Regions from separate parts of the Mus musculus genome. Here all the other regions are linked to region 3. Evidence: chromatin contacts called from public Hi-C and promoter capture Hi-C data. All regions are on one chromosome and are shown on one strand. The core of a region is the stretch at or near the end of the contact, and the rest is flanking DNA. Distances in the headings are between cores, read along the strand shown. Region 1 holds the start of Lrrc28 (leucine rich repeat containing 28). Region 2 holds the start of 1700112J16Rik (RIKEN cDNA 1700112J16 gene). Region 3 holds the start of Nsmce3 (NSE3 homolog, SMC5-SMC6 complex component). Region 4 holds the start of Mkrn3 (makorin, ring finger protein, 3).

Evidence for each region. Promoter capture Hi-C pulls out the DNA fragments that hold promoters and counts their contacts. A called contact is a pair of places that touch in the nucleus more often than the background predicts.
Region 1: a contact with region 3 is called in a promoter capture Hi-C map of pre-B cells, with 2.6 times the contacts expected there. The contact joins the promoter of Lrrc28 here to the promoter of Nsmce3 in region 3.
Region 2: a Hi-C map of CD4 T cells shows a contact between it and region 3, with 5 times the contacts expected there. The contact joins the promoter of 1700112J16Rik here to the promoter of Nsmce3 in region 3. A contact is called at or near these places in 1 of 39 promoter capture datasets (pre-B cells) and 1 of 484 Hi-C or Micro-C datasets (CD4 T cells).
Region 4: a promoter capture Hi-C map of the HPC-7 cell line shows a contact between it and region 3, with 4 times the contacts expected there. The contact joins the promoter of Mkrn3 here to the promoter of Nsmce3 in region 3. A contact is called at or near these places in 2 of 39 promoter capture datasets (the HPC-7 cell line and liver).

The regions. Positions count from the first base shown.
Region 1 is chr7:67,639,285-67,646,723 of GRCm38.p6, reverse strand. Lrrc28 (leucine rich repeat containing 28) reads left to right here and starts at 1,488. Exons shown (of 10, transcript NM_175124.5): 1 at 1,488-1,546; 2 at 5,384-5,620. The coding sequence starts at 5,453. It also overlaps a transcript of Ttc23 not described here.
Region 2 is chr7:67,217,357-67,224,072 of GRCm38.p6, reverse strand. 1700112J16Rik (RIKEN cDNA 1700112J16 gene) reads left to right here and starts at 1,615. Exons shown (of 3, transcript NR_131044.1): 1 at 1,615-1,829; 2 at 3,893-4,575. Lysmd4 (LysM, putative peptidoglycan-binding, domain containing 4) reads right to left here and starts at 1,529. Exons shown (of 3, transcript NM_175215.4): 1 at 1,444-1,529; 2 at 182-464. The coding sequence starts at 454.
Region 3 is chr7:64,869,597-64,877,389 of GRCm38.p6, reverse strand. It overlaps Nsmce3 (NSE3 homolog, SMC5-SMC6 complex component), which reads left to right and starts at 4,350. Exons shown (of 1, transcript NM_023239.5): 1 at 4,350-5,708. The coding sequence starts at 4,472. The coding sequence ends at 5,311. All of the region lies in intron 2 of Fam189a1 (family with sequence similarity 189, member A1), which reads left to right.
Region 4 is chr7:62,414,302-62,421,805 of GRCm38.p6, reverse strand. It overlaps Mkrn3 (makorin, ring finger protein, 3), which reads left to right and starts at 1,653. Exons shown (of 1, transcript NM_011746.3): 1 at 1,653-4,213. The coding sequence starts at 1,765. The coding sequence ends at 3,399. All of the region lies in intron 1 of Gm32061 (predicted gene, 32061), which reads left to right.

The DNA of each region.
Region 1 (7,439 bases), core at 239-2,738, 2.8 Mb before region 3:
TCTTTAGTTACCTGTAGTGTCATATTATTTTTACTTACAGATAATTAGATAGATGGCTGGATAGTTAAAATAAGGATGCCTAACAAGAAGCCCCTATGCAAATTAACAAACATCCTTTTGTTTTTGTTTTGTCGAGCCAGGACTGATCAAAAGCTCATCAATTTTTTTTAAAGGACAAAGAATAAGGTTTTCTGTTTGTTTTTAAAAAGATGTATTTATTTTATGTATGTGCATACACTGTCTCTCTCTTCAGACAACCCAGAAGAAGGCATCCGAGTCCATCAGATTAATTAGATGGTTGCGAGACACCATGTGGTTGCTGGAAATTGAACTGAGGACCTCTGAAAGAGGAGTCAGTGCTCTTAACCCCTGGGCCATCTCTCCAACCCCCAAAGGGTAAGTCCTAATGGGGGGCGGGGGATGGATTTGAGACACCTCATGTACATAATGGGTTTCGTCAAACAATAGAGTTAAGTCTTAGAGGAAATTTTAAAGATCGAAAGTTGTTGCATCTCTGTGCACTGCATTTAAAAAAATGTTCACTTTTCTTCCCTGGTACTGGGGCTTGACCTGAGTGCCTCTACTGAGCTACGCACCTGCACCCTTTCTTTTTGAAATACTTGTGATTGGTTTCACCTACAGCCTCAGCCTTAGAGTAGCAGAGGCTTGCTGCATCAGAACAATCGGGTTTTTAGTCTTAAGGTATTCATCGACCGTCTACTTAGCCATACAGGAACTGCCAGGTTATTTCACCAAATTGTGATTGTCCTCAGTTATTTCTCACACTAGGGCCTGTTTCTTTTTAAATTTTTATTTACGAGGCAGTGCCTTCACGTAGCTGAGGCTGGCCTTTACTCCTGTCTCCACTTTCAGATCACTGGGATTCAGGCGTGCAGCACCATGCCTGCGCCACGCTTGTCTAAAGGTAGACACCACCTTCGGCAGCGATCAGTGAGCGTTCGGAGACATTAAATCCGGTGCTTAAGTTCTGCTTGTTGACTCCATTGACTTGCGTTACCTAAGCCCGACGGCTTCTGTTTAAGTCAGACTGGCGGTGGAACAGTAGCCGGAATGGCTGATCGAACAGATGCAAGGCTACACAGGGCGATGCCAGGGATTTAATCGCTCGACGTCGAGTTTGACTGTTGGCAGCGGAATGAATGTGTGACTAAAAGAACTGACTGGAGACGCTGAGGCTGGCGCCATCTAAACAACCCACCTAAACGCTAACGCAGTACACCCACTTTCTGAACACCCAGCTCCAAGCCGGAGCCGGAAGCCAGGACGCTAGAGGAAGTCGCGCTCTCAGCCAATAAGCGTCTGGTTCTGAAAATGACTCTCTCATCCCGCCTATTGTAGGACAGCGAGAACTGAGGCGAACTATCGCGAGGTTTCGTTGCCCTGGCCCCCTTCTTCCCCGAACCCTACTCCAGTTAGCCAGGCCCGCCTCTCCGCAGGCTCCGCCCCGTAGCCCCGCCCTCCCTGTGTTTTTAGACTGCCTACCAGCGCAGCCTGAGCCGCTGAGTGCCGGTCAGCGGGCGCCGAGGTGAGTGTCCGGTCTCCAGGCTCACAGGTCGAAGCCGCTGGCTCGACTCCCCGTGGGGACGCTTCATCCCCGTCGCCACAGAAGCGCCTGGGCCTCTGGGAGAGGAACAGTGGGTTGTCCGGCCTTGGATCCCCACCGCTGCCGTGTCCTCCATGGCCCCTGGTACCAGAGTATCCCGGTATCATCATCTGAGTCCCTGCCCCTGGGCTCCCTGCTTCCGAATTCTTACGACCTTTAGACTCGAACTAACTCGGGCAAAACCAAGACGTCTGGTAGTTTTTCTCCTGGAGAAAACAGCCTTTTACAGATGTTTGTAGTATGCAGTTTGTCTCTGATCTCCAGTGTTAGAGAGCCGGCTTGTGTATTCCGTCAAATTAAGTACTGGGAAGTCAGTTATGGGCTACTCTTTAAAATACCTGTACTTAAAATGGGGATATACTTGAGAGATTATTGTGTTTCTCCTGAGAAGACTGGTGTTGGACTTTCAGAAAACTGAAGGAGCAAATGTATCTAGTCAATACCCGTTACATTATTTACAGTAACCGTGGGCAGGGGGTGACGTTTTGAAAGGGCCAGGAGAACTTAAAAAGGCTGTATTGCCAGTGAGTGCATATTGGGAAGCCAAGAGTACGTTCATCTTTGGAAGCTTTTGGATTTCATTTGCATACACGTAATTTCCGAGTTTGTACGAAGATGCATTTCAGCAGAGCCTAATGATGCTTTTGAAGTAACCGGTGCCAGGTGGAACATTCAGAGAGAGCCATCTGGCTACAGGGAGTGAAGATTTTGAATATGGTTTTTTAGTTTGCAAAAGGGAAACTTTCTTGTGTGTAATCTTTGGCTGTTTTATAAGAATGACACAATGGCTACATTTTATAATTGTAAAAGGCTGCGTTATAGGAAAGGTGGTGCCCAGACTTTGGAGTTAGGACCACCTGCATTTCGGTTGTAGCAAAGTACCTCATCTGTAAAGTGGATTAATGTCTGCTGTGCTGCTTGGCTGTGAAGAATAAGATATTTATGACAGCGAGTTTAAATTGTCTGTGAGTGATCTCAATGGGTAGATTAAAAAAAATCAACCTTGGAACAGTTACTCTGATTTCATCCACTTATTAGCTGTTTGAAAGCTAAAAGTATTTTAGAAACTGTATTATGCAGGCATGCAGAAATGAAGAAACTAACATTCCTCTGGATTTAGGGTTTTACAGACTCTCATCTAAATTGTCCGTAAACAGGTGTGCATATCTATCTAGATCTATAGACATATAATATAAAACAAATAGTAAAAACTGAACAACTGGCTTGCTCTGAGAGAGAGCCAAGGAAATAAATAGTTTGGGATAGGGAGGTGAGTTTAATGTTGAAACCTGCAAGACGAGAGAGGCATTTCCAGCCTAAGAGGAGAGCAGCAACTTCTTGGAGAAGTTTGGTAGCTCCCGGGATTAAGAGAGGTCAGGAACTTGGTGAATGCCACAGAGGAAGCTGGACAGGCAGGTTGGGCCCGATGGTCAAGGAAGCTTTGTAAGGCTTTGCTTTTCTCAATAAGGAGTTGCTAAAGGATTTGTTTAGTAAGACGTACCTGAGAGGAAGAGGTGCAATTATGAGTGTGTTTTCAGAGGCCCATTGCTGTGATTGATACGTAGGGAGTGATGCAAGTGGACATGTGGAGGCCAGGGGCACAGCTAGCCAAGGCAGGAGATGGCGGTGGCTTATGGGTTGGGCAGCTGGAGAGAGATGGCTGGAACTGAGATGTATTTGGAAAGAGAGACCCTGGCCTTGATTGAAGAAACTGTGATGGACAGGAGGTTATCCTTTTCTGACTCCCAGCTGCGCTGCTGTGTGGCTAGAAGGGTGCTTCCCCCACATTTGCTGAGACAGGAAAACCTGGTGATGAGCTCTGACAGCTGTTGGGAAGGTATGACATTGGCCATGCCGTAAGACATCAAAGAACCACTCCCGCTTACTCAGTGCATAGTTGTATGACATTGGGGATGCTGTAAGACATCTAAACCACTCCCCGTACTCAGTGCATTAATTACCCTTCTGGAGTAATTGTTCTGGCTTTGTCTCCATACAAAAGCATTGATGGGACCAGTATAGCCAGTGCTATAGTTCCCTTCACTTTATATAAAGACCCCTGGTAGCCGGGCGTGGTGGCGCACACCTTTAATCCCAGCACTCAGGAGGCAGAGGCAGGCGGATTTCTGAGTTCGAGGCCAGCCTGGTCTACAAAGTGAGTTCCAGGACAGCCAGGGCTATACAGAGAAACCCTGTCTCGAAAAACCAAAATAAAATAAAGTAAAGATGCCTGGCAATAAAGTGAGGAAGGAAGTAGCTGGAACAAGTATGGGGAAGTATTAGATTCTTAGGTTGATCTGGGGCTGTTAACTGAACACTCCATAGAATACTCTTAAGTAAAATGGCAGCTGCTGACATCTGAGCTAAGAAATGACTTTGAAAATGATAAAAATTAACCCCAAAGTTATAAAATCCTGTTCATTGAAAGCCTTCATATGACTGTTCATTGAGAATTATTGTCTTGAAATGAATAAAATAATTGAAATTGCTCTTTACTTTTTCTCAATAAAAAACTAGAAGGGATGTCTAGAAAAAAGATTGACTTTTTGAGCAATTTTGTTGTTGTGTACTTTCATGTCCTTAATGTTTTCTGAAACCTTGTGCTTCATGGTTAAGAACCCACACGAGGCCTGGGTCAGATCTTTGTTTTGAATTCCTTAGGAACCATTCCACCTTTGACAAGTTCTGGAAGCCCTGAATCTGTTTCCTCACGTGTTACTAAAGAAGTTTGTCTGTCCTCATGTGTTAACAGTGAAGCTTGTCCATCTATGCCTAGGAAGATGTCAGATGTAGCTTCGTTGTCAATTTAACCAACATATTAACTGCTATGTTACATGAGTTACCTGAGGCCCAAAGATTTATAATGGAATCATAGAGGGTTCCTGTTCCCAGTGCAGTATTTTGGACTGGTGACTTTTGACCACTTTCTTTGCTATTTCTGATTATCTGCAAAGCTGTAAAGAAAAGACTAAAAAAGATAAAAGAAATGAAAATGTGGAATATTTGACAATATTTAGATAGTAGGAAGTTAGGGAATTGAGCTGCTAGTGACATAAGTGGAAAAATATATGTTTGAATGTTCGAGGTAAGTAAAATACAAAATGAAGCAGCTCAAGATGAAAATGGGGCCTGCTGTATTTTTTAACACCTCTTTCTTTGGTCATGCTGTGCAATTTGTCTCTGGGCTCTGGGGATGCGGAGCAGATGTTAGAGAGCTTTCTGAGCATGCTCTGAGCCTTGGGTTTGATCTCAGTGCTGCAGAAACAAAGAGGTGTGACTTACAACTGGAATCCTAGCACTCTTGGAGGCAGAGACAGGATCAGGAGTTTAGAGCCTTCCTTGGCTCCATAGCAAGTTCTAGGCTACCCTTGGGTACATGAGAAACCTGTCTTTAAAAACACAAAGCCAGAAATTGATCTCTGTTCGAATAAAGAGTCCTATGTTAAATCCAAAAGAGTTTTTACCCAGTAAGGTCTATTTCTATTAAGTAGTAAATACTGCTTAATCAGACTTCTCTATTATTTTAATGTCCTAAATATGTGCATAAATTTTAGTCGTCACAAAAGGTGGTAGAAAATACATATATGTGTATGTGCGTGTATATATATATACATATATATATATATACACACACATATATATATATATGTACATACACATGCACACACACACTGTTGTCTCCTAGCTCTGTAGGATTACAGGTTTACATGCACTGCTTGTAAGAAATTCTAATGACTTTTTTTTTTGTCCTCTTTGTAGAATTGGACCAAATGGACCAGTTTTGACAAGATGTAGTGCGACAGCACTTCCGGTTGGACATGTTCAGTCATGGCATCCGAAATCTGTAAGACGATCTCTGTGGCCAGGCTTGAAAAGCACAAGAATTTGTTCTTAAATTACAGGAATCTGCACCATTTTCCACTGGAGTTGCTGAAGGATGAGGGGCTGCAGCACCTGGAGAGGCTCTATATGAAAAGGAACTCCCTCACAACCTTGGTAGGTATTAGAGGGCATTAATACCATTTATAAATGTGGTCCTGATGGAGATATGTTTCGTGCATCCATGCTATTTAGATCAAGGAGTTACAGATGCAGCAGTGGAGACGTTCAGGGGGGCTCTCGGTATTTGCACATTCATTACTGGAGTTCATCCAGTTAGGCTACAGAACGGATATGCAGGAAAGTGACCTTATTCTGGTATACCACTGAGAAGATTAGTCCGTCTTCAGTCAGCAAGCACGTCTCTCAGGGTCTGTGCTTCTGCTGTGTGTTAAAGTGGCCTGGGTCAAAAATACATAAGGAGAAGGCCAACAAGTCTGCCCGAGCTGTAGGCAGTAAAAAGAGAATGATTTGATGATCAAAGTATTAGTAGATATTTGCGAAGTTTAAGAAAGCCTTTGGGTATTAACAAAACAGAACCTTCTTTAGGATTTCCTAGTTGAAAATCGGGGACCTTGCATGGAGGTGTCATACGGTTTGGTCCCCACCAAAGTTGGCTGCTGAAGCAACATTTGATTCACTTTGTTCTAAGAGCACAAGCTTGTCATTATAGCCTGTTCTATGTAAAATAAACCATTTCAGTTTGAGAAGAGAGTGTTCTCACTGGAATTTATTCCCACTGCTTATTATAAATGTCCCCATCTTAAGTGACTTTGTGGCCTTTTGTGGTTATCATTTACCTGGTTGGAATTTCATGCTTGAATTTGTGACTTATATTAGCCTGTTCTTTCTTTGTAACCGAACCTTTCTATATTTTGAACTTAACCAAGTATCTGGAAAGTTCGTCATACTAGTTTTATATTTATGGCATGTGTTCTTAACAGTCTTACACAGCTGGAATTGCTTTATCAGGGAACAAAGAGTTGTGTCTTATAGTGTTTGACATATTGGTACTATAGGAGGTTGAATACTTAGGTTTTTTCTTTTCTTTTTTCTAGCTATGTTTTTAAACTTGAAAATAAAAATGTCTTATCTACACTCTGACTAGTCCTTTATGAATATACATATGCTACTGTGTGACGTGAGATCATACTTTCCTCAAGTTTTCTAGTCATTGGGAAGAAGTGGTGTAAGAGGTTTGATCAAGGGTGACAGCTCCAATTTGCCCACTTGTATAAAAGTCTGTGCAGAAGTATTCAGGAGCAGGATACTGCCTATCAGCAGAGGCCTGATGGACTAGTCCTTTCAGGGAAATAAACTTCCCCTACAGAAGTTAAGTAGTTGGTCTTCTCTAAATTTCTGTCAGTTTTCAGTTTAGGAAAATAGTTTGGTATCTATCACACAATTTGGACATACATAGGTGGCTCATTGCACATACCTAATTGAAAATTGTTTTTAGTTGGTGTACAGAGTGAGGATTCCATTAGAACATGCCCATTGCATAGCACTGCCTTGCTCATTTTCCTCTCCCCCTGTCCTCCTCTCCCTCTCTTTCCTCCTTCCCCTCTCTTTTCTCCTCCCCCTCTCCTTCCTGCTCTTCCCTCTCCCTCCCTCTCTCCTCTCTCCTTTCCCACCCTTCCTGTCTCCATCCACCTTCCCATAGCATGCATTCCAAGCTCACACTCTGACCCTTTCCGTCTGTGAGGGTTAAATTCTTGCAGGTGTTTGTACTCAGAGTTGCATCGTTTTCTCTTAGCAATTAATGTTGGTGTGCATCAGATACCTTTATGAGGTTCCTGAGCTACGGAATGCTGACTACATCTCCTAGCATGCTGAGAGTCAGCAGGCATCCTAGAGCTGTGCTAGCCCCTGGCTGGACCAGCTATAAAGCAGGGTTTTAGGTGTTTGGGGTTTAAGTTTGTGGAACTTGATCAGC
Region 2 (6,716 bases), core at 366-2,865, 2.3 Mb before region 3:
CCTGAGCCCAGAGTTCTGAATGAAGGGTACCTCCACCAGCTTCCAGCCCTGGCTAGGGAGGACTCTAGTCGCCTATGGGGGTCAGGAAGGTCCTATAGTGACCCCCGCCTATAGTGGACCCCCTCCCCCCCCCCCGTGCCTCTCTCAACCCTGGAGGGCAGAGGGACTGAGGTCAGCTTACTTTGCAGCCATACTGGAGAGCCAGCTTGTTGAGGCTGTCTTCCTGAGCCAGCTCCCGCTGCAGCAGAACCATGGTGCCTGCTCCTGGCCGTTGGCTGCTGTTCTTCTGGTGCTCCTTGCCCCGGGGTCGTAACACCACCTGATGTGACTCTTCCTCAGAGGAGTCCCCAGAGTCCCCGCTGCCATTGTTGAACATGTAAACGTGGCTGTTTGGAGTCCTGCAGACAGCAGCTGGACCTTGGAAGCTCTTGGCTAACACTTCCTTCTGCCTCATTTTCTCTTAACTGAAAATCAGACCTGGAGTTAATTCCACACAAATGCTATTCATTTTCCTCTGGCTTCCTAAAGAGGACTGTCTCGTTAGTAACTTCCTAATATTGCCAATATCAAACAAACAGCATCAGGACAGAAGGACATCCTCACACCTGTCCACCTGATACTGACACAGAATAAGATCATACTTTCCCTAAGTGCTTACTGTGTGCAAAAAAGATTCCCCACCCTTCTTCCCCACCCCCAGCTGTGCTTCCCCTAGCCCACAGAAGAAACCACTGTGTCTCAGCACTGTGTGAGGTGACAACTGTTCTCAGCTCTCTGACACTGAGAATCTTACACTTAGAATCTTTGGACAAAAACCTCATTAGGCATCCCAAGGTGTCTTCAGGGGAAAGGACAGAAGCTGGGAACAACCATAGTTCTCTTATTTTGACCCTGGCTGACGTGACCTAATTGATGAGCAATGGAAAAACCTATCAAATTTCAATTTGTCCGTTTCTCACAGTCATTCTGGACTCATTTCACCCCCACGGTCCCCTTATTGCCACCTGGAGTCAAACGCCAGAGCCACAACCAACCTTTCCCTTCCAAATGGCTGGAATGAGACTCCAGGCATTCCTGGCGGTCCCTTCTGCATGGCCCTTTAAGGGAACAGCCAACCTCAGGTATCTCCCTCTGGTCTCAAATTCTGAGCCCCTGGCACCCGGGGCGGCCAAAAGAGGCCTCAGTTTCCCTCCAATGACAGGTGGGCTGTCATTAAGCAGGAGACAAAACAAATTTCAGACGTCCCCGCCCCTGGGCCTAAACAGGCCCGGCCCCAACTTTCCAAAGAATACACATCCTGCCACTCCCGCAAGCCGGCACCAGCCCTCTGTGGACACAGGCACTGGCCCTGGATTGGCAGCCCTCCACTGAGCCCACAGTGACAGGGCCAGAAGCCCTGGCCCCCCAAGTCAACCCAGCAGACCCTGCTCCAGGTTCGGGTACCTCGCTCCCAGGCTTCACCGCCACCGCGCCCGCCGATTGGCTGCAAAAAGCAGGTCTTCCGGGGGCGGGGACTAAGAGCCAACCAATGACTTCAGAGGAGGGCGGGCCCTGGCAGAGCCGGGAGGTGCTGAGAGGTCAGAATGAGGGCGGGCCCTGATGGGCGGGGCTCCAGCGTGGACCCTGGACTTGTGCTCCTATGTCATTTATCCCAGCTGTTCCCGGTTTCCCCTTCTGAGCCAGGTATCTTGGCCTCCTCGGTGGCCACAGCTTTCTGCTAAGCCTCGGTCTTCTTCCCGGCAGGAGAGACCTTTGACCCATGTGCGTCCTGATCCGTGGCCAGGAGCGTACCCAGTACGGCGGTGCGCCACTCGAGAGGCCTGACCCAGGTAGCCTCAACCTGAATCTTCGACCCAGTATCCTTTGAGGGGCCGAATGGTTGCCAGCCCCTGCCCAGAGATAAACAGAAGTCCAGGGATGTGAAATGTTGCCCTGACAACACAGACCAGAATTGGATAAAGGAGAATATGTATCATCTGGCCAGCCAGAGCGTCCCTGCTATTTGGAAAAGGGCGGAGAACCTGTGGCATTGTTTTGTAACCAAGATTAAAATCCTTAATGGAGTAAGACTCATCCAATGAATAAGGAAGAAACTAAGTGTCGTGGGCAGGCATTACACCAAAGAATGCAGATGGCTGGCCGCTGAACCAAGGTGCTAAGCCTGTCTGGGAATCAACATTGAAACAAGAGCCCAGAAATTCTTCCTATGATTTAGAATAAAACTAAAAGTCTTACTCTAAATGTCTAAGGCCAGGAAAGCACCAGGTCATGGCCCTCTCTGCTAGCCACAGGACTCTTCTTTCTGGCTTTAAACATCTGTTTAAACATTTGTTTACTTTGCCCCCCAACCCAGGAGGTGAGCCTCGCTAATATACCCAGCACATGTGTTTCCCACTGAGGTATTTGTGGTTTGTGACAGTTTACAGGCTTGGATGAGGCTGCCTGAGAAGTATGAACGCTATGTCCCACCTATCAGAGTGGGCCAGGTGCCCAGCCACATGAACAGGTCCACTGATCTGATCCCAAGTTAGTGGAGACCCACCCCATCACCAGAGGTATCCACTCGGATATCCTTCAACCCTTGTCAAACATGTTGTCCCCTCCCAAGTCCAGCCTTCTCCTGGGATAGAGGATGCAAGGTAGCAGGGGCCAACTATTTAGCTTTCTGAATATGGCTCTGAACTCCAGGGCTAAGCAGAACTGCCATGGAATGTCGAAAGTTTTGTCTTTTAATTTTTTATTTCTTTTAAAGAGTCTAAGCCAAGCCCTTCACAAGGGCACTGACCCAGTCCCCTCTTTAAGGCTCCACCTTAAAAGCTCACTTCAGAGGGTAGGGTTTCAACAGGAAGGAAAGGGGACACAAGTCAGTCTATGGCAAGCCTGAATATGAATTCCTTTCGTGGAAAATGAATGTTTATGCTTCTCATTGTAGCCAGCTTTCCCCTCTTACCTCATGAGCTGTGTGTGCTGAACACTCACCAGGGATCATCCCAGCAACATTTGGTCTTCAGACTAGCAGGGATTATATCAGATCCCAGTCTATAGAGGAGAATACTCAAGTGTGAAGACAGCAGTGTGAGGTGTGTGCCTAGATGGCAGCCCCAGCCCCCCCAGACCTACACCACGCCTCCACCTTGACTTGGTTTTCCTTTTATGGAACTGTGGGAATGAGTCTGAGGCACTTTGTCAAAGCAGCTGAAACTGATGGAGCCTGGGCCCTAACAGGAACGTCTAGAGTGCCCAGCCTTATTCTACACAGCGACAAGTTTGTCAGGTGACCTTTAATCCTCCTTGAATTCATTTATATCACAGTCATCCTCAGGGCTGAGGATGGGGAAGTTCCTGGAGACAGGAACCTGTTGGACAGGGTGAGCTGTGTTAAGTGGATGTCAACTGGAGTCACATCCCTTCAGACATCCTTGGGGAGTGCGGTGCCTTCTGGGTTGGACTGTTTTAGAGGTTTCCCACGGGCCATCAAAAGGTTTCTTTTGGCCACTCACTCTCTGCCTGCTGCAAGTCAGGGCTGACTGAAGGTCCTTACTTTAGAATAGCTGGGTTTTCCCAGAGCCATACCCACATTCTTGTCTGTATGCTGTGGGTGGTCATTTAAAGGTTCTTAAGGTGGGGTTTGACACCCCCACTTTGTTGACCTCATTGCCAGGGTCTCCCCTCACCCCATTTTTCCAGTCCTTCAACTTTCTCTGGCTAACCTTTGACCTGAGCCCCAGCATCTGGGATTTATATCCAGGTTCGGAAGGCTTAATTCAACACCTCCAGGGCCCTGTCTACTCCCAAGTTTCTCAAGAAGGGGCACCGGACAGCCTTCTGATCCCTTGTTCCGCTCAGATCCATTAAATCTAAGCAAGATCCAATTTTTTTTTATTTCCTCAAGATATCAGTGCTCCATGGGAATGCTGCAAAGACCCGGGGCTCTGAAAAGATGGCCATGCTAATTCCTCTGTTGGTGTTTACCCAAGACATGAAGACCAGAACAGGAAGAGACACTCGTGGGCTATTCATAATCAACCAACTCAATCCATGAATGGCAAAGTTGATGGTGATAATTTTCCCTCAGAAACTGTCCCTCAGAATGAAAAGTAGCCCATGATGAATGTGGCCTAAGCACATCTCAGAAGCACAATGCCAAGGGAAAGAAACTCCTTAAATGACATCGTGGGGTTGGCAGGAGAATAGAAACAGAAATCAGACCCGCGGTTGTCAGAGATGGAAACACAGAATGGGATTTGTTTGCAAAGCGTCTCAAAGAACTTTGTGGAAAGAACAGCCATGGTCTAAGCTGTAATACTGGTCAAAGCTTGTTTCATGGTACTCAAAGAAGATGAACTTAAGGATTTAAATACTTCTCAGTAAGCTTGAGTTAAAAGGGGTGTGAAGTCCTCAAATAATTAAACATAGACTTGGATGATTCAGCCCACTTCTAGGCACATAACAGAGAGGATGGAAAGCAGGTCTGTATGCCAAATGCGCATGACACAGTTCTCACGGGCACTAAAAGGTTGGGCCCAGCCCAGAAGGCACCGATCAACAGGTGCATGGATACAGCAAATGTGACAGGTATACGTGGAATATTACTTAACCCTGAAATGAGAGAAACTCCCGATGCACACTATAGCATGTATGTCTCCTGAGGACGTTGTGTTGAGAGAAGTAAAGCCAATTAGAAAAGGGCAAATATACTATGATTCCATTTGCATGAGATCTTGGAGTATATGAGCTCAGAGACAGAGCTGCATGTTAGTGCTAGGGGCTTCTAAGATACAGGAGTTTGTATTACACAGTAACAGGATTAAAGCCCTCACTTAAGAAGCCCCCACCCACCCACCAGATAAACAGTCCAGACAGTAAGCTGTTGAAGAGAGACCTTAAAATCTGTGATCAAGAGAGGCAGGTGTGGTGTCACAAGCCTTTAATCCCAGCACTCAAGAGGGAGAGGCAGTCAGATCTTTGTGAGTTCAAGGTCAGCCTGGTCTATAGCATGAATTCCAGGACAGCCAGGGCTGTTACACAGAGAAACCCACCAAACTCACTCCACCCCCAAAATTGTGATAAGATGCTGTTCACAGTTGATGGTGTCTGGCCCGGGTGGGAGAACTCAGCTTTCTTTCAGGGGCTGGCCACTGGGAGTTTGACAATGCTCCAATGCGTATATGGGCAACACAAATTTGACTTGGGTTGTTGTTGTTGTTGTTGTTGTTGTTGTGTTGTTGTTGTTGTTGTTGTTGTTGTTGTTTTGTGGTTCTTTTGGAGGGAGAGTGCCAGAGTGAGAGGGTGAACCTGGAAAGAATGGAAAGCAAGTGTGATCAGGGTGCACTGTATAAAATTCTCAAATAATTAAAAAAAAAAAAAGTATGTTGGGGATAACTAAAGGAAGCTTGGTGGCCGTCAGATTGCTTGCTTTCCTTTCCACTTGGGGCTGAGAGAAAACCCAGCTCTTCTTGACCTCCAACCCCAGAAACACACGCCATCTTTGAAGCAGAGAAGCCTTCCCCAAGCAGACAACAAAGCCTCCTGGCACCTTGCTGTCAGACTCCTCCACCTCCAGGATGGTAAGAAACATCTCTGCCCTGTATAAATGCCCTCATGGCAGTATTCTATAGTAACAAACATTCTATAGTAACAAGGTACAAATGGACCATGTGGCGGAAGGGAGGAGCGAGGATGGACTCATCACTGCTCTCAAGCTAGTTTCAAACTCACCACATAGCTGAAGTTAACCTTGAACTCTCGACCCTCCTGCTTCTACCAATAGTGTAATAGAATTACAGGTATGAGCCACCAAGTGTAGTTTTATGGGTGCTGGGGATCAAACCCAGGGCCTCAGGCACGCTAGGTGAGCACGCTATACACGGAACCATAATTTTAAAAAAGACTATATGCTCTACTTGAGTGGTGAGTTTGCTGGCTGCTTATGGTGAAATGGGTGTTGTGGAGGCAGCCATCCTGTCAAAAATTCTCACCCCGGCACGGCAGCTACTCCCCACACAAGTCCACTGTCTCACCCCTGCAAGGCAGCTACTCCCCACACAAGTCCACTGTCTCACTCCCCACACAGGACCACTGAAGCTTTGAATGAGGCCTGCTCAGACTGAGGAACACTCTAAGTACAAACTTCAAACAAGAGTTTTTTTAAATTAATACTTTTGTTTAGTGTGTGTGTGTGTGTGTGTGTGTGTCACAGTGCATGTGAGGAGGTCAGAGAACAGCTTGCTTGAGTGTTCTCTCTACCATGTGCCCTCTCTAGGAGTTAAGCTCAATTCATTGGGTTTGGAGGGAAGAGCCCTTACCAGCTGAGCCTTCACCCTACGCTCACCTAGGCTTTAAGTAGTCAGTATAGAGAAATAGACTAAGTGCTCTCTGTATAACTTAAGTGCTATACGCTTAAGTGTTATTCTGTATAACTTAAGTGCCATTTATGAGATGTAATTAGTTACAGAAAATACTGTTGAAATGAATTCCACCTTTTTTTTCCCCTGTGGCTACTAGGAAATATAAACACATCTTGGTGCATATTCTACGGGATGGCCCTGCTCTGAGCCCCCCCTGCTGGAGCTGAAATCCAGTATCCAGGGACTTCCCTGACTGAGGCCTCTTCTCTAAAGGGCCTTGTTTAACTGATAGAGATAGGCTTATTTCAGTCAGGAGGGAGTCAGGCCAGGCAGCTGACAGGGACAGAGACTGGCATAAGAAAGAAGAGA
Region 3 (7,793 bases), core at 3,101-5,600:
GTTTTTACGAGTAAACAATGAGCGGACATGAAGCACTTCACTGAATCTTCATGGTGGCCATTGTTACCTAGCACCAAAACCAGTATTTGTGCCTCAACTCCATCGCATGCCTGCCACACAGAAAAGGCGGGGAAGCTGTTTGTGCATGCTAGCCGCATGCTTTGATTATCCCTTTTCTTCCCAAAAGGTCCTCACCTGCTTTTAGCACTGCGTTGCTGTTAGAGGACTTAAAATCGTGTTCTGCTTCAACAAGAAACATCAGTGAATGAGGAGTAGCCCCTAGTAGATAATATAGATGATTAGAGCTTGCTGGCAGGCACCTGCTGCCAAGGAGATGGGAGAACGCATTTAATTACTTAGAGAAATGTAAGGAGTTCTGTGTAGCCTTGCTCGGTGCCTGTGAAATCTTAGATAGTGTGGGGTTTGCCTCAAAGAATTTTTATTTTCCCTCCTTTTGGGGTCTGGCGATAAACGCAGAAAGGTCATCTACACAAGCATTTGAACATTTCTTTTCTGCTTTAGTCATTTATCTCCATGACTCCAAGGCTTCCACAGAAAGTTGCACTTGCCATATTCCAATGGCATCGGATTTACTGAAAATCTGAACCTCCTAACGGGCAGAGCATTATGACACTGCGAAGTGAGGCTTCACCAAGGAGATGGTTTTCATTTATCTTCTAACCAACAATAAAAATCAACCTTCTTATTTTTCAGAGCACACAGCCTTAATGGCATAGTCATGTCTATATATTCCTTCCTGACCTTTCCCTGATTTTTATATGTGCATGTGCTCCCCTGAGATGAACATCTTTCTAGTGCTAGGTAGCAGAATATGCCACCCAGAATATGTCACTTTGGCATAAGGATTACTTCGAGCTAAAGCACTTGAAAAACAGCAGCTGTGAGAAGGGCAGCCTAGCTCCTCTCTTCCTTTGAAAACAGGAGATAAAAACTTTCAAGTGCAAGGTCCCTGCCCACAGCCAGAGAAAGGAAACATTACCGGGTCCTGGCCAAGAGGTCATAGTCAGCTTCTTCTTATAATTACTCTCCTTTAGCCTTCCCATATAATTTAGTTACCTTTCCACAATTACCTCTCTTTGTTCAAATACAAAAGCACCTAGGTCTTGCGATGACTACTACTACTACTACTTCTTCTTCTTCTTCTTCTTCTTCTTCTTCTTCTTCTTCTTCTTCTCCTTTTTTTCTTTTCCCTTTTTTTTTTTTTTTTTTTTTTTTTTGAGACAGGGTTTCTCTGTGTAGCCCTGGCTGTTCTGGAACTCACTCTGTAGACCAGGCTGGCCTCAAACTCAGAAATCCGCCTGCCTCTGCCTCCCAAGTGCTGGGATTAAAGGTGTGCACCACCACTTCCCCGCAGTCTTCTTTGAAACTTGGTTTTGTTATTTTAAAAAAGGGACTGTGTCTCCTTCCACTTGGACTAAAGGTGTATACATTTATTTAATTAATCTGTCTCCTGGGCTGTGGGCATAGCACAATAGTAGCACATTTGCCCAATGTATGAGAGGCCCCAGATTTGACCCCCAGGACTGCAAAAACCAAACTAAATTTTAAAACTGCCTCATGAATTTAATTCTGCAGCCCGACCAGGACCCTAAGAAAGTCAACCCCTAAACAGAAACTAACAGTACCTAAGCACCCTGCCAGCCCCTGTGCTAGGTCCTTAGCAAACAAATCCCAGCTAATTCTTTGAATTCGGAATTCCTTGGTTTCAGATTGTTGGTCTGGAAGCTGAAATTTGGAGTGTGGGTAGCTTTTCCAGAATTGTAGTCTAGATTCCCTGAGGCCAAAGTTATATTCTTCAGGGTCACCTTGTCTACGTTCTACCTATCTGTTTCTCCATGAATGAAAGTAATAGACCAACAGGCCCCACAGGGTTGGTGTGAGGCTGAAGAGGCAGTGTTTGCAGTTACCTTTGCAAAGGCATTGACTCTTGCCTTTGCCACCTTCCGTGTTAGGACTTCATAGTTTCCATTGTCGGTTGGAAGTAGGATGCAGGGTCTGGGTGACCTTCTCATTGCAACTTCTAACCTCCATTTTAATAACATCATTCTGTGCCTGTGTTTTCTCGTCTGCATCCTGGATGGCATGGAGAAAGGTGTTTTGAGATTTAAAACTGTATCCTTCTTCCTGTGTTTTGAGTCATGATCATCTGCTGTCTGTGTGGGGGGTGCTGCTAAAAGATGCTGTGGTTTCTAGTCTTGGGTGCTAGCCTAGCTTCTGGAGTCGCATGGTTCTCTGTGAAGAAATTAACACAGAAAATACTGAAACGCAGCCTGATGGCTGACAGCAGCTCTCATCTTATTTTCCTTTTCTCTCTTATCTCTTGGCTGCTGAAATTGTTTGGCTCAAGGCACAACTGATCCTTCTGGAGGGACCTTTTTGCAGATTTTTTAGATCGCAGGAGGCTTTGATGAACTTAAATACAGAATTCAGTATGCAGGGAAACTGAAGCAGATGAATGGAAGAGTGTCATGATGCTGTGTTTTATTTAGTTGGTCTCGGTCCATTTTGTGTTGCTGTAAAATAATGCACAGAGTGAGTAAACTGGAAATAGGAGAATTGTCCTCCACTCGTGACTCTGAAGGGTGGGAGGACTAGGGGCCAGGTACCACATCTGTGGAGCATCACTGTGTCGTGAGAGGTTTAGAGAGTACAATGGCAAAATTGATTTAATCTTAACTCATTACAGAGAACATGGCATTCATTCACTCATGAGGACAAAGCCCTCTTCAGTGGGGGGATTACATTTCCAACATGCAAGCTTTAAAGGACACATTCAAACTGTTGCAGCCTCTGCCATTGCGACCAACCTTTGATGATGTCTTCGTAGACCCTGTATGGAATAGAAAGTTACTGCTCAAAGCTCACTAGATTTCAGAACACTTGAATCACAACATGGGGTGGGATTTTATATTAGCATTGCAGGTCCCATTATCAGAGTGCATTTTCATATTGAATTATAAACAAAAATTTTATGCTGCTTACATTTAATGAAATTTTAATAAGGCCATGTTTTGGTGTTATTATTCAAATAATGTGATCTGAATTGCTTTCCTCTGAATATATTTGCATTAAGGAGGAAATCAATTTGAGTTCGTTCTCTGAATAGTTTACCTATTTTCTTGGTAGCTTTAAAAAAGAGAGAGGAAAACTCAGTTCCGTTGTCAGTAAATGGAGAAGAAACCCATTTGCTGAGATCCACAGCAGTAATAGCAACAGACTGCTGATGGTTTGAGTTAATGAAATGACTCATTTTGTCTATTAGAGTTGCACAATTTAAACCATCTACAAGCCACACACACCACAAATTATAAAGGATGATAGCTCTTCTCTTTCTTATTGAGATTTTAAAGCTTATATATTAAGAGAGAGAATTAAGAAATTCACATTATTGCTACTCCCAATCATTGGTAACCTAAATTAAATGGTAATCTCTGGAGAGAGCAAGTGCCTCTGGGGTTAGCATTCCTCTAACATGTTTCTGCTAAAATTGTGGATGTGGGTCCGCGGCAGTTTTCCCAAACATGTCTTCCAAAAGGTCAGTCCACATTACCAAACTAAGTCACGTTATTGGCAGTGCTTACGTGGTTTCTCATGGTCATCTAACTGAAATTCAATGAAGAGAATGTGAACCTGAAAATTGCAGAAGTCTTGCTTTTAAGAATAACTTCCCTTACAGACTCAAGGGATTGTACAGAAATTAACTGGCCAGGTGGGAATGAACTCTGCCAAGGACAGATACCGGGACAGGGTCCCCTAGTCTGTCATGTCCCGCATTTGGTGCACAAGTCAACACTTTTTTTTATTTGGGGGGGGGGGGGGGTTCGAAACAGGTTTTTTCTGTGTAGCCCTAGCTGCACCGGAACTCACTCTGTAGACCAGGCTGGCCTCGAACCCAGAGACCTGCCTGCCGCTGCCTCCCAAGTGCTGGGAGTAAAGGCGTGCGCCACCACTGCCCGGTAACTCTTTTTTTTTTTTTCTTGACTTTCCAGATCTTTTCCTCCTCTCCCTTTATTTTCCCACCCGCACACATTTATCCTTTGTGTTCCATAGACAAACTTTGTAGCTTAAAAACTAACCAAAAACTATTAGACGTGTCTAAACAGGTGTGCCCTAGAACTCAACCGCACACTTGCCGAGAAGTTTTGGTTCTTGTTTTCTATTTATATGAGCTCATAAACACCATTCAATTCTCATTAAAACTGGGGATAAAGCCCAGGAGGAGCTGCTGCCAGCGCCGAGGCCCTCCGCATGCGCAGTAGCTATGAAGAGTCCCCGCCCCCGCAGGCTGGCTCCCAGTCGTATCGCTCCGCCTCCCGGACGCAGCGCGCCGGCGACGTGACGTCACGCGCGCGCCGCAGCTTCTCTCCCAGCCTCTGGGGCGCGCTCGCTCGGCGGAGTCTTCTGGCGGTTGCTGCTCCCGATCGCGGCCTGCTCTCCGCCGACCGGGGACATGTTGCAGAAGCCGAGGGGCCGCGGTCGGCCCAGCACGCAGGCTGACCCGGAGCGGGACTGGGGAGGCGCTGGCGAGGAAGGACCCAGCACGTCCCGCGCCGCGGGCGGCTCCTCCCAGGGCTCCCGCGCTTCCCTGTCGGCCCCGACCGTGGGGCCGCGCACTCAGAAGCAGCTGGAGCTGAAGGTGGCCGAGCTGGTGCAGTTCCTGCTGATCAAGGACCAGAAGAAGATCCCGATCAAGCGGACGGACATCCTGAAGCACGTGGTGGGCGACTACCGGGACGTGTACCCCAACCTTCTGAAGCTGGCCGCCGAGCGCCTGCAATACGTGTTCGGGTACAAGCTGGTGGAGCTGGAGCCCAAGAGCCACAGCTACATCCTCATCAACATGCTGGAGCCGGTGGAGGCGGATGCGGAGATGAGGGGCGATCAGGGTACCCCCATCTCGGGCCTGCTTATGATAGTCCTGGGGCTTATCTTCATGAAAGGCAACACCATCACCGAGACTGAGGTCTGGGACTTCCTGCGACGGCTCGGAGTGTACCCCACTAAGAAACACTTAATTTTTGGCGACCCAAAGAAACTCATTACCGAAGACTTTGTGCGGCAGCGCTACTTGGAGTACCGGAGGATACCCCACACCGATCCTGTGGACTATGAATTACAGTGGGGCCCGCGAACCAACCTGGAAACCAGCAAGATGAAAGTTCTTAAGTTTGTGGCCAAAGTCCATAACCAGGACCCCAAAGACTGGCCCACACAATACTGCGAGGCTTTGGCAGATGAGGAGAGTAGGGCTAGACCTGCAACTGCTAGTGCCCCAGCCACATCCTCTTGAACTCTTTGAGTTATGGTCTGAGGGACTCTGGAGATCCAGTATAAAAGAACAGGGGGAATGGGGGTCGGAGGAAGCTTGATTCTGCTACGCATAAAGGCCTTGGAGCGTTAGGATGTGTTGCAGGGTTTTTTGTTTGATTTTTTTATTATTATTATTATGGTTTGGAGCTTTAAATTTTCATTTAATTGTCTTTTTGTTTATAAAGAGTTTTCTAACTTTCTAAACCTAAATGAAATTGTATGATGCCAAACATATTCAAGAAGGAACACTTTGGTAAATTGCTTTGATGTTCTAGACGATAAAGAAACAGGGTAGCTATTATCTTAATGACTAGTTCCTGGGGAAAAATAAAAGTCTTTTTAAAATTGAAAATAAAATTGTTTTAGCTTCTTGTCAACACAGCTTTAAATATACATATTCTGTTGGGTGTGAGCACTTGTGGTCCCACGAAATCTATGTGATGTGTTTTCTAGCATTTTTATATTCATAATCATAATTCTGTTGTCCTATGGGTTCTACTTAAGATTCTTTTCTAGTATAACAAATACTATACTTTTGAGTCAGTTCACCATTATTATTATTATTGTTTCCCTGTTAGAAATTGCGGCTAAAAAGGAAATGTCATGATTCCAGACTTTTTTTTTTTTTCCATGATAAGCTAAGTCAATGGTGTTGCAGAAGTGTGTGAATGTGTATTAGAGCAAGTTGTAAAAATCGTTAGGTCTCCGGTTTATAAAACAGTGTCGTGTCGTATCGATTAACCAGGCCTGATTGGGAACCACACTGCCCAAGTGCAGATCCTGTTCCACCAGAAGAATTTAGCTTGTGTATCTGTAGAATCAAGTGTGCCCTTAAGGTGAATAAATAGGAAACGAGATAAAGCTGAGCAAAGCCCTGGTGTGGAAGAATAGTTCTTTAGAAGAACTCAGGGTGATGTCTGGTGCGGACAGACCAGTGTGAACAAGGCTACCACAAGATGAGGGGCACTTTATGTTGCTATAGGTGAGTCAGGAAACAAGTTCACAGATTCCTTGGAGTTCTTCATAGTATCTGGCCAAACACTGGGCACAGGCAGTAAGTACTGTTGTTCTGAGAAGAGTTGCAAGTTCGTCATCAGAAGAACAAACAGGGTGGCAGTGAGGACAGGTGACTTTAATCAGCCCTGAACTAGAGGCCAACTAGAGGAGTCTGTGGTAGCTACGAGGTCTGAAGGGACGAGAGGGGCTACTGACTGTTGGCTTGTGTTGCAGTAGTGTCCTAGGATGCTTTCTCCAGCTGTGACATACCATGACCACAGGCAGCTTGGAAGGTAAGGGTTTTATTTCAGTTGTAGTCCATCACTGAGGAATCCTGGAGGCTGGAAATAAAGTAGAGGCTATGAAGGAACACTGCTAACTGGCTTGCCCAGCCTGCTTAAACAGCTCAGGACCACTTGCCCCAGGGATAGCATTATCTACAGTGAACTGGGCCCTCCCACATCAAAAATCGATCAAGAAAGTGTTCCACCTGGTGGAAGCATGTTCTCAATTGAGGGTCTTTCTTTCCAGATGACCCCAGTTTATGTCAAGTTGACTAAACAGCACGAGGAGATCTGGAAATTTTTAGGCAAGGACTAGTTTATCCTTGAGTCCCCCTTCTTGGTTACTTTTTAGGTTAGTGTATGAGTTACCTTCTGCCCATGGGCTCCTGACCTGAGTCAGCTTTCGGTTGTGCTGTGCTGCTTAAGTTGTCCTCTGTGCCCATTGTCTCAGAACTGTCAGGTACAGTAATGGTATCCCGGTTTTCCGAGGGCTTCACAGTTTACTGTCAAGCTATTTTGTTGGAGATGCTGTGCTACATTAGAGGCTAGATAAACTCTTATCTTTCTTGACAGGTTCCAGAACTGCATATCATGCCATTATATAACTTTACATGTATGTGCACGTTCACGGAGAATATGTTTTTCTTTTGTGGGCGTTCATGGCTTACATAAGTTGCCTTGTGTCCTTTATCACAGCACAGCGTTTTTTTTAACCAGCTATTTTTGACGTTACTGTATCTTTGAAGTTACATGTATACATTGAAGTTAATGTATGCATAATCTGATTAATTCGCTTTGACTTCCTTTCATGAAGGGAGAGTACAACTTCCTAATGTCTTCCCATCAGGGAGGTGTGTGCCTCAGGAGTTCAAGCCAGAAGCCAACAGTTATCAGTGACACTTGCCAAATGGCTCCTGAACCCATCCATTTGCTCCCTCACCAGCACCTAGACAGTTCTTACTGTTTTTGCCAGTCGCCCCACGCTCTGCAACCCATGTGAACACTCAGCTTTTACAGCCCTGTGGTGGATGTGGGTGCATCGTTAATACTTCACTGTGCCATCTGCTCTCCTGAGGTGACATTAAGCATCAGCCTGCCTTTTACTCTCCATTTTGACCATTAGATTTTAAACAGCAGATGTTTTTGTTTGTTGGTTTGTGAGAACTCTTTGTATCTTCTGTG
Region 4 (7,504 bases), core at 404-2,903, 2.5 Mb after region 3:
TTTAAAACAATATAAGCTTTTCAACCTTTATGTTCATTTCAGAGTCCACATTTTAAAATACCTCATATCAAAATTTTCTTAAGCATATGTAGAACATACCTAATAGATCTTTATTTTTGTTTCTGATATTTTTACTAATCTATCTATCTATCTATCTATCTATCTATCTATCTATTTATGACCATTTAATGAAAGTTTCAAGTTTCATATTCAAATCTTTTCCCCACTCTCATCTGCTAGTTCTTACTTAGGTCTTTTATAAATTAGTGGCACTAAAAACATCTCATTGTTTTGAGGTTTCTTATTACTTAATGTCAGTTCTTTTGAAGTATGTGATGCTGGAGATCTGAGCCTTTTATTATTTTCCTTCATAAGTTACACAAGAAAAATTTTGCCTATTCTATTGTTCTTATTTCATGTTTACTTTGACTTCATCCCCCCTTATCTATATTGTTTGATTATGTTCCTCTTATCTTGTTTTATCGTTGTTGGATTTATTTAGTTGAGACTTATATTTTGAGTTGGATGATTATATCATATGCTTTCAGAGTTTTTTAACCTTAGGTTGTGAGACTCCTTCCAATAAAATTATTTTTCTGAGCATAATTTCATTTTTTTAAATAGTAAATAAAATATTTGAAGCATTGCTAATTCAAGTTAGTGGGTGAGGAAAGGAAGAAAGCATGATTATTACTAAAAATAAAAACCCACGTAAAACTATACTATAAAATTTAGTATGCCACTGTAGTAAGTACATGTAGCAGTGTAGAACTACATATAAAATTATTAGCCCAATAGTATATATCTGCAAAATGAAAAGAAAAAGAAAAAGAACTGGCTCAGTGCAGAAATGGAAATGAGACACTTTGGGGTGCAAAGAGGAGCTGGTATTATGAAAAGCTCTGTAGAGCAGAATGGGATGAAAAGGAAGGCAGGGAACAAAGGGTCTCCGAATCCAACCAACAGAGAAAAGTTAAAGCCTGGGTCATTCTCAGACCTTGCCTTATTAAGTCTTCATCAGGGTTGGGCAAAGTCCAGGCTTCTACATTGTTGGGGGTCCGGGAGAATGTAACAAAGGCAGGAAAGTGAAAGGCTCTGAGTAGCCTCGGGGCAGGGGATTCCCTCCTAATTAAAGTGCACGCAAATTAACCCTTCAAGGGAAAAAAAGACCCAAAGAATCCTGTCAGATCTACAAGCATTGAAGGAGAAACGCTTTGGCAGGGACACTGTCCGATCTTAAAAATTAGTAGCCTATAAACAAACGACAGAAGAAACTGAAAAATAATTTTTAATGTGAGTGAAATGTTTTATGTTCAAGCAGCAGACGGTAAAGGCAATGTGTGTAGCGTTTTCTTAACACACACACACAAATAAACTGCAATGTATACAACTGAAACCTGGAGAGTTTAAAACATCAACCTTGAGGGGAAACACTGTGGAAACGGGGATTGGGGGGTTCAGAGTCGCACTTAGAAAGCCGGCAGAAGCCCATCCCAGTGTCTCAAGCAGAAACAGGCACGCGAAAAACATGGCGGAAGCAACTTCCGGTGAAGCCCTAGGAATGGTGTTACAACCGGAAGTGTCCGCCTGCCTGTAAACAGGTAGGAACTAAAGTTTCCAGGGAACGGGGAGCAGGTGGGAAGACAAAAATCGATGCACTTCGCTCCGAGAAGAAGCTGGTCGAGCCATCTCCAGCTCCGCAATTCAAGCACAAAAAAGATATAATATTCGGGTTTTTGGACAGTGTTAGAGGCACGCTGTAAGATGGAAGAGTCTACAGCTCCCATTGAGGCCCACGCGGCCGCCGGCGCCGAGGCAGGTGCTGAAGGGGGGGAGGGTGTGTCTGTTCCCCCCCCTCCTCAGTTTGAGGCTGCTGGAGCTTCTGCGGGAGTCAGCTCGGCCCCTCTGCAGCAGGCATCGGGTCTGGCACCGCTCCTGGTGACTCCAGGCCCAGCGATCCGGCGCGCGGCGAGTTTGAGGCCAGCGCCAGCCGAAGGGGGCGGGGCCCGGTCTGGTCCGGAGCGCAACAGTGGCAGCTGGACGAAGCAAATCCTCTGCAGGTATTATCTGCATGGGCAGTGCAAGGAGGGCGATAACTGTCGCTACTCTCACGACCTTTCTGGGCGGCGGAGATCTAGGGGGGGGCAAGATGCTCAGCCTCGGGCCTCTGCAGACAGAGGACCCAAGATGGCCACTCGCTGGGAGCCCCCGACTCAGGAAGTGGCGGAAGCCCCCCCTGCTGCATCCTCAAGCTCCTTGCCTCTGATTGGCTCGGCTGCTGAAAGGGGCTTCACTGAAGCTGAGATTGACAATGCAGGCATTCGCTCAGCTGCTGAAAGGGGCTTCTCTGAAGCCGAGATTGACAATGCAAGCCTTGCAGCAGGTGCTGCAGCGGGAGCGGGTGCAGAAGGCTGGGAGGGGGCAATTGAATTTGTTCCTGGACAGCCTTACCGAGGTCGCATGGTCCCCCCGCATGGTCCCGAGGCTCCTCTGCAGAGCCCGGCAATTGAGAGAGAGCATATGGCTATGGGCATGGGGATGCCGATGCCAGTGCCAATGCCAATGCCAGTGCCAATGCCAGTGCCAATGCCGCTGCCGCTTTGCCGCTATGCTGCCCGGGGACAATGCCTCCGTGGGGACAGGTGTGCATACCCCCATGGAGAAATATGCGACATGTGCGGGCAGCAGGCCTTGCACCCTTGGGATGCAGCTCAGCAGGAAGCTCATAGAAGGGCCTGCGTTGAAGCACACGAGAGAGATATGGAACTCTCTTTTGCTGTGCAGCGCAGCATGGACAAAGTGTGTGGCATCTGCATGGAGGTGGTCTATGAGAAAGCTGACCCCAGCGACCGCCGCTTTGGCATTCTTTTCAGCTGCAACCACACCTACTGTCTTAGGTGTATCCGCAGGTGGAGAAGTGCCACACAGTTTGAGAACAGGATCAGTAAGTCCTGCCCACAGTGCAGGGTCTCCTCTGGCTTTGTCATTCCTAGTGAGTTTTGGGTGGAGGAGGAAGAGGAGAAGGAGAAACTTGTTCAGCAGTATAAGGAGGGGATGAGCCAGAAAGCGTGCAGGTATTTTGCTGGAGGCCTAGGTCACTGCCCATTTGGAGAATTCTGTTTTTACAAGCATGAATACCCCGAGGGCTGGAGAGATCAGCCTCCAAGACCAGATGGTGGTGGATCATCAAGCGCATACTGGCATCAAGTTTTGGAGCCTGTGCAGTTGCGAGAGGGAAACGTGCTGTTTAAAAGCCGTAAAAAAGAGCATTCTGTGCTTCGCCTGGCCAATCAGTTGCTTAAGAAGTTGCTTTGCCTGAGAGGCAGTTCTTCCTTCTCTGATGACCGTTGGCTCTTGCTTCAGTACCAGCTGGAAGAATATTTCAGTTTGAATCTGTAGTATCACGCTGTGGCATGTGGTCTGGTCTGCTAAAGCTCTGTTGTCTGCTGTTGCTTATTCCCCTTTATTGACTGAAAAACCCTATCGCTTTCAAAGGCTACTGAGGCAATCTTTATGCAGTATTGCTGTTTTCTTCTCTATTTCCTATTTCTTCTTGCTAGGATTGTGATGTTTCTCTGTGTTACAAAATAACAAGAAATCTTATAAGTATTGTTTGGTGGAATTAATATTTCTGTCAACTGATGACTTGTGATGTCTTTTTTCCAACAGGATTCAATCACTTCTAGTCTAGTGTTTACAGTTTCTCATTGTGAAGTCCCTTAAGAGTAAATGTGACAAGGTGACAAAAGTCTTTAACTGAATTATGAGCTTTTTGCTATATAGCCTTAAAAAAAATGGACCCTTACAGGACCTTGCAGCTGCTGTCTGTGTTTGTTTACATGTTTGTTTCTTCCCTTCTCTTTCAAGTGCACTTGTTAACTTGTGGTTACTTTGTGGTTCTGTTTTACTTGACCAAAATGAGGTGCATATGTTTACATGTTTTTATCCTGTTTGGCTTGATGTGAAATTATTTATATTTGGAAATATATATTTAAGAATGATATATATGCGTATATGTATACAAAGATGTATTTGAAAAAAACTGGAAATAAATATACACCATAATATATATGTTTGAAGTATTGAAATAAATGCAGAACTGAAAGCCCAGTGTTAAAGTCCAAGTGTGTGGGCTGTATGTGAATTGTGTGGATAATCTGCCCCTGCACTGATGTCAGTGATTAGCATCTAATAAAAATGACTGCTAAGTGTGGATCTGACTCTTTTTTTAATGGATTTACAAAACATGACTTCGAAAATTCCTACAATACCATTAACAGCTTCCTGGTGTTATAATAATGAAACAGTGCCTCACATGAAGTTACCATCTCATTTTTCTTGACAGAGACAATTCCTGAACTTAAACATAGAGTTGTTTGTTTTTAATATCTTAAAAATCTGGTTATTGTATAATTTATAAGCAAAGAACTTTTGAAAAAAGGTTTTCAAAATAAAAATTGTACAATAATGAAAGAAAATCGTAATAAGTAAATATGAGAATGGAAATAAAGTGAGGCATAGGAATTTTAAAATGTTAAACAGAATCATTTTGGAAACTTCTAGTACGAATAAGCCCTAATTTGATGTAAAAGCCATTTACTTATCAAGGGATACTTAAAGTGAAAATACATTCTACCTAAAATGCACAATTAAAATACAAAATCAGGAGTTTGAGGGGAGTAACTGTACAGTGACTGTACTGTAAGTATGATAGTTCAATTTTCTACTAAACATTCCTGGAGAAGAGAAGTGTAAAATCATTAAATTTTACTTGATCTGGAATATATAACTTCATTTTGTCTACCCATTTACTTTGACACAAGCAAGTGAATATAGAAATGGCACAGTTCACGTGTGTAGTAGAGAGTATTACCACATCGTTTAGTAAGTGAATAGAAAAACTTTTGTTTCACTGAACAGTGCAGATTTAAACCTCAGAATTGTATAGAACACAATGTGTTTTCCTTGACTGAAATTGCCAAAAAATGTGTCTTAGTTCTCTGGTGTACACCATGTGCCAATTATGAAACAAAGCCAACATAATTGCACAATTTATATTTAGTTACAAAACATACATTGAAGTACTTGTTTGTCAGAACTACCTTGCATGGGACTTATCATTTTCCACGTGTAATGAAGTAAATGAGGTAGAAAAGGTACTGGCCACAGGAATGAGGTACAATTAGTACATTTACAGAGCGCTTGAGAGTAGATTATTCTACTGCCTCTTCCCTACATATTAAAGCTCAGAAAAGGCATATGAATTTAGTATGCAGCTTTTAAGCATGGATGCTCACCCAGATGCAGCAGGGCATGAACAAGGTTCCAGAAAATGGGGAGTTTTGGAGCTTTTATCTATGAATTGCCAGGCTCAGTGCTTTGTAGTCCATTGTTCACAGTGGGATATGCCATAGTGCTTTGTCCTTGATTCCAAATAATGGATCAGTCAGGAGGCTGTGGACAGTTGACTATTTTCCCATGGGGTGGAAGTTGGGGGTGGGTCAGATAAGCCAACCAAAGAATGAGACCAGATGGGGCACTTTTAAGGACTGCTGACAGGACTCAAAGGAGTTTTCATAGTGGCTAAATAGGGTGGGTTTTTGTTGTGAGCCTTAATCTCTGGAAACTCCTAGTGTACACTACAGAACCTCATGAAATGACACTTTTATTCAACAAGTATATTAAAATAGGAATTCAGATTTCATGAGTTATAATGGTTTTAAAGCTAGTAGAAAAATAGCATGGAAGGCAGATTACAGGATAATAGAGTCCTGATTCACATCCTTACCAGGCATGCCACCTAGGTGAGTACTTGTGTTCTTTACCTTAGTTTATGCATAGGAGAAATGGGTATAGTGTTAACTGTTTAGTAGGATAATTGTCCAGACCAAATGCAGTGTCGATTAAAGACTTGAAATATGATTGAAAGGGCTTATGTACAAGTGGAATCTGCATGTTTTTCAACACAAGCAATCACTATGTAAAATGTATATTCTGCCAGATTTTTATGAATCTTTGGAACTCAAAAGTAAAATTTATTTTGAGATTATTTATGTAGAATATAGGTGTAGTTCTTAGTACAGTTTTACATCAGTAATTTTAGCAGAATTATTTTTCCAGCAGAAACCATAGATAAAACTAGACATGTTCTATTCAGCTTCCTAAGAATCCCAAACAGTGAAAGAATGATTTCTTGTAGCAGACACAGAATGGAGTAATAACAAGATACAATTTAACACTAAAAATTCCTAACCACCCATCCGTTCATTAAGAAATGGGGTAAGAACAGAGGATACTCCCACTAAAACCAAGTTGATTTTTCTCTGCTGCTTTCCCAAGAAGGCTGCAGGTTCAGGCCTGCTGTACTCATGAACAAAGAACCCCTTGGCACACAAAGGTTTGCTTTGTGAAGGCTTCAGAGCAGGCAGCCCCCACCTCAAAAGAGCTTGCAGGCTCCATAAAAGAACTGTTGAGCTGCAACATAAAGAACCTTATGAAACACATTTAATTTCCTATGCTTTCCAATTGTAAATTTGGTAGATGTATATGGATAAACATGGTAGTGGAAATTTACTTAGTTATCATTCAGAAAAGATACAGAAACCACTGTTTCTCACAGGTCATATCACTGATTCCATGGACAAAATATCATGGACACAAAGAGAAATGTAACCACTTCTCAGTCAGTGCCTTTATTCATTTCTCTTTTCACCTTTGTATATCTTAGCACTGAGATTTCTGCTAACATAGCTCACTCCAAATTGCAACTGGATGGCATTGGAATATAAGTGAGAAAGGGTGTTTTTGGGAAATAAGCCAGTACTAGTGGCAAGAAACAATTACCATGTTAAAACTTTTGCATACGTAAATACATGCAGCATTGATGAAATGCTGATCAAAAATAATTTCCCATCTAATGGGATAACAGTGAAACGGTCACTTTAATTCAGATTTAAGTTTAGTAGAACTTGTTTCCACATGAATATCAATGGATATTGGTACAAAACTGAATGAGATAATAGCATATTTGAATTAAAAGGCAGGATGGGGCTGTGTTCTAGAAAAATAAAGAAGATAAAATAAGGATATTTTCTTCTATCAAAAGGATAACAAATATCTTCCTGTATCTAAAGATTCTTAATCAGTTTGGTAATATAAAGTACATGTAATATAGTTAGGTGATATATGTAAATATACGTGTGCATCTCTCCTTTGTCTTCTGAGTTTTGTTAAGTGGGCTAAGTAAGGAAAATGAGTAGATGAAAGCAGTAATAAAATGAGAGAAAAATAACGGATTAAATACACAGGTTACATCAAAACATTTTATAAAATATATACACTCATCTTTATCAGTAAAAGGAACAAAGAGAAACAACACAACATAGCATACAGTAGAAGACTTTGCAACATTTTATTACATGTATGTTAAGGATGCATTGTTTAACCAGAAGACAACTGAAAAGTGACCTCTCTGGTCTAATAAAAATCAAGGAAATAGTTTAGC